Regions from separate parts of the Mus musculus genome. Here all the other regions are linked to region 1. The links are chromatin contacts, called in public HiChIP or PLAC-seq maps. All regions are on one chromosome and are shown on one strand. Each heading gives the region's core, a stretch centred on a gene start, on an enhancer-like site or on the middle of the called end of the contact. The rest is flanking DNA. Distances are from core to core; before and after follow the strand shown. Region 1 holds the start of Slc16a3 (solute carrier family 16 (monocarboxylic acid transporters), member 3). Region 2 holds the start of Notum (notum palmitoleoyl-protein carboxylesterase). Region 3 holds the start of Mafg (v-maf musculoaponeurotic fibrosarcoma oncogene family, protein G (avian)).

Region 1 (2,700 bases), core at 57-2,556:
TGTTCCTTTCCGGGAAGTCAGCATTTGTAGAGCAGCATGCAAAGCTGCTGTCCTGTCCTCATCTCCCACACTGGGCTGGGAGTGTTAGGATTGCTCTTGTGCTCTGTGTATTCAGATGCCCCAAGAGTTCTGTGCCCCAAGATCAGGTTGCAGTCTGGACATGGGCAGCGTATTGACCAATGTGCTGTGGAGAATGCTCCCCAATAACTTCTGATTGGATAGTAAAAGGCTAAAGCCTGTGACTGGGCAGGAAAGAGAGGAAGGTGGAACTTGAGATGAGTAGGGGTATCTCCAGTAGGTACCAGGAAAAGGAAAAAGGCAGGGGAAGGAAGAGGCCTGCCTTGAGGCAGGATGGTCTGGGAGGATGGACCATGAGCACGTGGCCGAGAGAAAATCGCTGAGGACACTCATGGGGCAGAGCAAACACAGCAAGACTCAGTTGGCAAGTAATGTGGCGTCTATAGTTAGGATGTTATAGCAATCTCAGAACCTGCCCGGTTTAAACTTACAGCTTGTTAATAAAAACACCAGGTTTCTTTGCCCCCCCCCCCGCCCCCCAGGGAGCTATACAGGCTAGAGTGGAGCAGAAATCCCCCCATAAAAATCACTTCTATAGGAGTTGAGGGGCGACAGAGCAGGGCTGTGTCAGTGCCTGTATCTGACTTTGTTGCAGGGCCCCGACCACAGGGGAAAACGGAAGTTCAGGGAGGTTGACAGCCTTGCCCAAGATCCCCGGTCAGTCCAAGGTGCCTGAGTCTTCCTAACTAGGGAAGACAGCTGCCACAGCCACACAATAGCCCAGGCTGAGGCACGAGCAAGGTATGGTGGTTTGGATGGGGCGAAAGTCCGAAGTAGGCAGGCGGCAGGAGCCCTGTGTGCATGAGGTGTGGTGGGGGCGTGTGCCACCCGGCAGAAGGCGCAGGCCAGAAGGCCAGGGTCTGGAGGGCAAAAGGTCCCAGTCTCGGAGATAGCGAGGACATTGCCACTCTCTTGCAGGAATCATGGAAGGAGCCCACAGTCTTGGGAGGGGATAAATGGAGGGTAGAATGGGAAGCAGAGGTGGGTAGTCACGGCCCAAGGGCGCGGAAGAGAACAGTGAGAAGGTCTGCGTTGGGTGGGGCCCGGGCCCCGGGCGCCTATAGAGCGAGTGCCAGCCTGGTCTCCCTGTTAAGTGGAGATGGCATTGTCCGCGCCGTCGGGGAACAGCGGCCAGGGCGCCCCCTCCGGCAGCGGCGCGGGGTCCGGGTGGGGAGGGCAGGGGCGGCGCCAGGCAGCGGTGACGTGCGCGGGGGACGTGCCGCGCGACGGATGAGAGCACTTAAAGTCGCCCCCGGCGCGGCGCCGGGCAGCCAAGGCGGACAGAGGCAGATACAGCGGCTGGCGGTAACAGGTAGGCGCGGCGAGATGCTTGGCGCGCGGAGCGAGGCTGGGACCCTCCCCCCGCCTCCAGTCGCCCAAGGTTTGGGGCCTTCGATCATCAGGCGGGGGATCCAGACCTGGAGCTCCCGGCCCCTGACCCTCTCTCCTCCTGGTTCTCCAGCCCCATTCTTTCTTGACTTGGAGAACCTTCTCACCACTGCGGCTCCACCAAAGGGCCATGAACAGCCAGTTGCGCGCTTGCATCCTGCTTCCCTGCCCTCGTAGACGCCTATCTATCCATCCGGTAGCCCTCGGGGGCTGGGCTTCGTCCAGGAGGGCAGCTGCCCTGGGCGACCAAACGTCCAGAGTATAAATAGCTCGGCCCAAGAGGGTTGGAGCGTGGCCGGACGGCCGGGGAACCTGGGCTATATTTGGTGGGAATGCTACAGCCTCCTTGGAACCCCGAATCTCCAGCGGGCGTCAGCAGGCCGCCCAGTGAGAGAGAGGGACACGTGCGCTTCGGAATGGTGCCACGTTGGGGGAGGTATGCCCTCGGGTCTCTTTCATCTCTTTACATCCACCTTTTCTACCATCTTAAACTCATCAACTCTTACCCAGCCACCACTATTAACCCAAACTAGGCACATGAAAGTGGGGTTTTCCTCCGGAGTGGGCTCTGTTTGCTCTATTCTCATCCGATAGGAAAACCAGGCACGGTCTGTTTTCTTACCTGACAAGTGGGTTGACTAGGCGCCTGCCTGGATGCTGGTCCAGTCAACAGACAGGCTCAAGAAACTGTTAACTCTGGACAGCTGATAGTGCTTGGAATCTGGGTGACAAGCAAGGAGAGGGCAGCAGGGCCCAGGCCGACAGGAACCCTTTCAGGACAACAGGTTGGTCTGAGCGTAACGGCAAGGTTCTCCCCATAACACAGGCTCATTAGCTTTCCCAAAGTTCTTCTGTTGGGAGCAGGTTATCCCCGAGGGCTCCCGGCATCATTGTACAGGCCCAAAGTTGGCTGGTGTCCCGTGGGTGCTGGGTCCGTCCGTGTTGAGGAACGAGGACAGTCCTAAAAGTGTGTGGACTCACTCAGGATGAGCAGTGACTAGTGCACAGCTAGGATGCTGTGCAAAGGATGAGTCTACCCCTTAAGGGGCACTGAGGACACTACCGAGATACATGTGGCCCCTTCTTGGCAAGGACTTTGAATAACCAGTGGTTTGGTTCCAAGATGGACTTGGCCACATCACCAGTGACCTTGGGCAGGGCTTGCTCCCCGTAAAAACGATCTCACTGCTTGGATGCCTAAATTTCGAGGGGCAGCGAGGAGAAAGCACAGTA
Region 2 (2,700 bases), core at 152-2,651, 290 kb before region 1:
TGGAACCCTTTCCTCTAGGGACCAGATCAGCCATTGAAAATAGGACAGGTCCAGTACAGTCTCCGCGTTTGTACGCGCGCGGGGAGGCAGAGGATGCGAGCGCCACCAGCGATAGGATGACGGCGAGCCAGGCGCGGAGCACCGGTGGGGCCAGCCAAGCCAGGTTGACGGCCTCCCGGGGTCCTGCCCCGCGCTGGCCTTACCCGGCGGGGCTGCCGTCATTGCAGGTCACCGACGTGTTCAGCAGGAGGTGAAGGCGCAGGTCCTCATTGAGCTGCTGCGCAGAGCAGGGATACAGGGACTGTGCCAGGCTCTTGACTTGCGCCATAAAGCTGTCCATGTTGCCCTCCACTGCCGTGAAGTCCAGCGGGAAGCTCTCCACCGGCTGCCCGGCGCCCGGCTCCACCTCAGCCCGCTGCGGGAGCGGCGGCGGGGGCGGCGGCTGGGGTGGCTGCTGGCCACGGCGCCTCCAGGTCTTCCTGCCCTCGCTGCCCCCAACCCAATGCAGCAGGCCCAGCAGTAGCAGCACGCGCACCTCTCCTCCCATGGCAATGTCACTCCGGCCTGTGGCCACCTGCGGAGAGCGGACGGCCGTGAGGCGTCAGCAGCGCGGGGCGCCGGGCCAGGGGGCGCGCAAGACACTGCTGCTCCTCGGCTCGGGCTCCCGTGCGTTGTCCCTGCCCCGGGCGGCAGTGTGGGCTCTCGGCGTCGAGGCTCTGGAGTCGGGCGCTACCGGCCTCCGCAGCTCGGGCTCCGCGCGTAGCCGGCCGAGGGCAATGCAGACTCTGGGTGCGCTGGCTCGGGCCCGCGCCAATGAGCGGCGGGAGCCGAGCTGGGCGTAGTTTGCGGGGGCCGCGGCAGCCCGGGTGCCCGCGCGTTAGAAGTGCCGCCGCCGCCCGGGCGCGGCAGGGGGAGGGGGCTGCGCTCACTCTTTTCTTGGCGGAGGCTTAGCCTTTTCTTCCCAAACCACAAGTCTGACGGAGGGGCCTGGACTAACCCGTTGCAACCGCCGGAGGCGCTCCCGGCCCGGCTCCGTGGGGGGCAGCGCGGCCGGGCTGGCCCCGGGCAACTCCATTCTCCGCGGCCAGCTCGGCGCCGCTACCCCCGCCCTCGGAGCGCCTCGGGGGCGGGGAGGAAGAGGCCTTTCCGCATCGGGGGCGCCCTGCGGGTTGCGCAGCTGCCCGGCCCGACGGGTCAGGGCGCAGGATGCGAACGTTCACCTAGTGCCGCTGGGGCCTTCCCTCCCGCGCCCCTGCCCCGTGCATTCGTGGGAGACTCGCACTTGGGCCCCCTTCGCATACTTGGAACCGCCCGGAGTCCTGCGCTCACCGTAGGTCCTGGAAGTCGCTGGAGCTGCGCTATCCCGCTGGTGCGCCCGACTGCGCTGCGCTCCCTCTCTGGCGCTGGCGTAGAGCCGCCAGAGACTTTTATCCAGCGGGGCCCCCGGGATCAAAGCGGCGGCGGACACAGGGCTCCGCGCCGAGGGGCCGGTAGTAGCGGTGCAGGGGGGGCCTCTGCGAGGAGCGGACAGGTGGGGCCCAAGGCCGGGCTTTCGGGGTCGACCTGCAGGAAGGATCGAGCGTGTGACTTCAACCCGCTGTAGAGTCTCCCTATCTGGTGCCGCAGTTGTTAGGAGACATGTAGGTCAGAGACCGTACTGCTACTTAACAAGGTTGGTAGGCTTTGGTGTAAAGTCCCTTGCTGCTGCACTCCATGAAGAAGATCACTAAGAACCTCTCCCTGCCCCAGACGCCACTGGAGGAGAAGAGATAGAAGATCAGAGAAGTTGCGGTCTTGGAGACCCCCTTCCATCTGCCAAGTCATCTCACCTAATGTAACTACCTCCTCTACACATCCCCAGGCTCTGGTGACCAGCGAGAATGAAATTCCTGACAGAAATCAAAACTGGGAGCCAACTTTGGCATGCACAAAACTCACAGACAAGGAGACTGCGGCAAGTTTTAGGCCAGCCATGGCTACACAGTGGACTTCTAAAGTTAAATAAATGAATAAATAATTTAATTAAAAGTCTCAGGAGCAGGACTGATGACGGTGGTAGTCGTGGTCAAACGGGCTGCACAAAACCAAGCATACCCACCCTAAGTGCACCACAAGCCAGCAGCTTGTTTTTTCTTTACCTTCTGCCTGCAGTCTGGTAGTGTTTTTCTAGAGACAGGAAACACACCTGCCTCAGGACAAGGGTCCAAACCTTGGGCAGGGCTTCTACAGCCCACAATCTAATTCATGACAGGAGGAGCCTGCTTCATCTAGTGGGTACCTGCTGCAGATCCTAGGGAGGAGTCCTAGGGAGTAGTCAAGAAGGATGCCACCTGTGCTGCAGAGCCAATACACACACACACACACACACACACACACAGCAGGCCAGTTCTCCTAAGATCCAGTCCGGAAGCCAAAAAGAAGGGTAAAACTACAGAACCCCAAATGAGGCTGCCTCCAGGTCAGATGCTGGGTTCACTCAAGAAAAAGCATACAGGAGTCTGCTCATGGGCACCTGATGTGTGTTCTGTTTCCAGATGGGAACTGAGTTTAGAGAAGCTGAGAGACCACCAGGCTCTGCTCACTTAGAAGCTCACCTTTGGGGTGGAGAGATGCCTCAGCGGGTAACAGCACTAGCTGCTCCCACAGAGAGCCCAAGTTCAAGTCCCAGATCCCACATGGTGGTTCAAACTATCTGTAACT
Region 3 (2,700 bases), core at 105-2,604, 320 kb before region 1:
CAGTCTAGACATGAATCCCTGGGCAAGGAAAGCAGTAGGATGGAGTTCAAGAACCTTCACGACAGATAAGTCAGTAAACAGCCATTCAGCCACACCCCACAAAACTGTCACCTCCCAAGAGTCTCCAGACACCCAACAGGGCACACACACTTTTTGGTAACTCCAGGCAACAGTGGGACCCCAAACTCTTCTGAAAGGAATAACATTGGGATAAATAAAACTACATCTTCTACTCCATGGTTGCACCTCAAAAACTCTCACCAGCTGCCTAGATCCACACTCTGCTCTCCTTAGCTGGTTAGAGCTGCCCCAGCTTCTTTCAAGCCACAGACCCTTCTCCCCCTGCCTCCCGGTCTTCCCCATCTAGGACCGACGAAGCCTGGCCATTCAGGGTCACAGAGAAGGAAAGCTTGCTTCCCAGACGAGCTGGCTCGGCCCACCTAAGCTCCTCCCCTCAGCGTACACCGATCGGTCTCCGGGTTTGGGGAACTGCCCCAGTTGTGGGACCCGGGCCAGGAGCCCAAGAACCAGGCAAGGATGCGCACGCCCGGGGCTTTACCTTCCACCCCGGGAGAAACCTGCGGCGCGCCCCTGCAATGCCTCCTTCGGAGCCTTTGCCTCCAACTCACAGGTCTGTCAAACTTAAACACGACCCCGGATCCCGGCCCGACCTTCACCACCCGGATCGAGCCCTGTCTCCCGACTAGACCGGCCGATAGCGGGCCCCGGCCCCCCGCCCTGGCCCAGCGTCAGCAGGAGCACCGAGTGACCTCATGCTGATGACTCAGCACGTCTCCGCTGGGCTCGCACCCGCGTGGCGAGCCCAAGCCGCGCAGCAGGGTCTCCCCGCCGCCTCCCCTGTGGGCCCGCGCGCGACCCCGCCCGCGCGGAAGCCGACGGACACCTGATGAGTCAGCAGCTCGGTGCGGCCACCCCGCTGACCCGGGCAGACGCGCGCAGCTCGCCCTTAAATCGCGCCCCCCGCAGGGCACCCGGGGTCCGCCGCCGCGCGCACGCCCGTCCCCAGCCTCGCGGTCGCCCGGTCCGCCGGCTCTAGGGGGACACAGGCGAACAGCCGGCTGGCGGGGAAACCAAGGCACGCGCTGCCGTCGGGTGCGCCGCAACCCCGAGGCCAGGCCCCGCCGCCCGCCCCAGCCCCGCGCACTCACCACACTGCGGGCCCGGGCGGGCCAAGGCGGGGCTGGGGCGGGGCCGCGCGCGCGCGCTCCGGGGCTGCGCGGGGCTGGGGCGGGCGCGAAGGGTCCGGGCCGGGGGCTTAGGAGGACTGGCCGCCTGCGCGGGCCGGGCCAAGCGCGCTGGGAAGGCCGGGCCGGACCGGGCTCAGAATCCGCCGCCGCCGCCGCTCCTCAGACGTCACATGATGTTTGGTCACGTGGGTTCCATTCATGAAGCGGCGACGCGGCTGGCCTAAGCTTAAAGGGAAAGGCGAGGCGGCAGCAAGGCGAGCGCGCCCCCATCACGCCTGCGCAGCCCCGCGCCGTTGCCCTTGGCAACGCCCGCCGCGCCCTGGCAATGTCTCGCGGGAGTCGTCCCGGCGCTCGCCGGGTTGACCGTGCTCCTGCAGAGACAGGTTCTACGGAGTGGCCCCAACTCGGATGCCTCTAGCTCCCTCCCGATCTCCACACCAACTCAGACCGAGGTCTATGGGAGGTTTGTTTGATTTTCTTCACTTGGATGCATAGTTTCACTGTACAGCGAGCAGACTGGATTTCAATTCCCTGAGATGCTCCTGCCTCGGCCCCCTGAAAGCGGAACTCACAGATGAGCGTCACCACGCGGGAACCTATTTGCTGTTTTGAAGGTGTGACACAGTGATTTAGTTCCTTACCCCGTTCTGCTGCGACGTCCTCATTCTAAATGGGTCAGCAGTCTGAAAAGGACACGGCTGTTGAGGGGCACAGCCCCAACCCCAGCTCAGATCCCCAAACTATCCACGATGACACGAAGGCTTGGAGGACGCTCACTAATGATTCTAATCTCCGGAGGGTGCTAGGGGCTTCACCTGCGGCCGTGGACCATCTCTTCGGGTAGTGTGCGTGCACTGTAGGAGTTGTGCACTTTGCCCAACCCTTCTCTGCCGCATTTGAAACTACTTTGGGTGCATTCTGCTGCTACTTTTTCTGTGAGACTTCTCGCTGCTGTTGAAAAAGTAAAAAAGAAGGAAAGTAGGAGGGATCAAGTTTTCATTTCGAGGTTCTGAACGTTCTATTTGACCCTGTCTTCTCTGGGAATCGTGAAAAGGTGACTCGTTCTGTAACATAGGTGACAAGGAAAAGGGGGTAAGCAGGCTGGAGGGGGCCTGTGTGTGTCCTTTGTGTCAAATTTGGTTTCTTGAGACAAGGTTTAGACCAGGCTGGCCCCAAACTCTCAGAGATCCGACTGCCTCTGCCTCTCTAGTGCTGGGATTAAAAACATGTGCCACCACACCCAGCCTCAAAAAGTAATTCTTTACATTGTATTTCTTTGGGGAGTGGGGGGGGGGGAGCTTTTATCTTTCACTGGCTGTAGCCAGAGTCTCAGAATACAGAGAATTACTCCTTATGCCTTGTGGTGGTTTGAATAGAAATGGCCTGCATGAATTCTAAATGCCGTGTCTAAATGCTTGGCCCATAGGGAATGGCACTATTAGGAGGTGTGGTCTTGTTGGAAGACGATTGTCTCTGTGGGGACAGGCTTTGA

Evidence for each region. HiChIP or PLAC-seq counts read pairs in DNA pulled down with a chosen protein or histone mark.
Region 2: an HNF4G HiChIP or PLAC-seq map of pancreatic cancer cells shows a contact between it and region 1. The contact joins the promoter of Notum here to the promoter of Slc16a3 in region 1. A contact is called at or near these places in 2 of 39 promoter capture datasets (hematopoietic stem and progenitor cells and liver), 3 of 484 Hi-C or Micro-C datasets (embryonic stem cells, nephron progenitors and uterus), 3 of 115 datasets of contacts at active chromatin or transcription factors (extraembryonic endoderm stem cells, memory CD8 T cells and pancreatic cancer cells) and 3 of 9 other capture datasets (adipose tissue, liver and pancreatic islet).
Region 3: an HNF4G HiChIP or PLAC-seq map of pancreatic cancer cells shows a contact between it and region 1. The contact joins the promoter of Mafg here to the promoter of Slc16a3 in region 1. A contact is called at or near these places in 5 of 39 promoter capture datasets (cranial neural crest, embryonic stem cells, liver and 1 more), 1 of 484 Hi-C or Micro-C datasets (neutrophils), 7 of 115 datasets of contacts at active chromatin or transcription factors (the HPC-7 cell line, bone marrow-derived dendritic cells, embryonic stem cells and 3 more) and 2 of 9 other capture datasets (adipose tissue and liver).

Annotation. Positions count from the first base shown.
Region 1 is chr11:120,947,761-120,950,460 of GRCm38.p6, forward strand. Slc16a3 (solute carrier family 16 (monocarboxylic acid transporters), member 3) reads left to right here and starts at 1,307. Exons shown (of 6, transcript NM_001038653.1): 1 at 1,307-1,390.
Region 2 is chr11:120,659,792-120,662,491 of GRCm38.p6, forward strand. Notum (notum palmitoleoyl-protein carboxylesterase) reads right to left here and starts at 1,402. Exons shown (of 12, transcript NM_001382269.1): 1 at 1,330-1,402; 2 at 204-574. The coding sequence starts at 547.
Region 3 is chr11:120,632,193-120,634,892 of GRCm38.p6, forward strand. Mafg (v-maf musculoaponeurotic fibrosarcoma oncogene family, protein G (avian)) reads right to left here and starts at 1,355. Exons shown (of 3, transcript NM_010756.3): 1 at 1,170-1,355. Gm17586 (predicted gene, 17586) reads left to right here and starts at 1,558. Exons shown (of 3, transcript NR_165823.1): 1 at 1,558-2,300.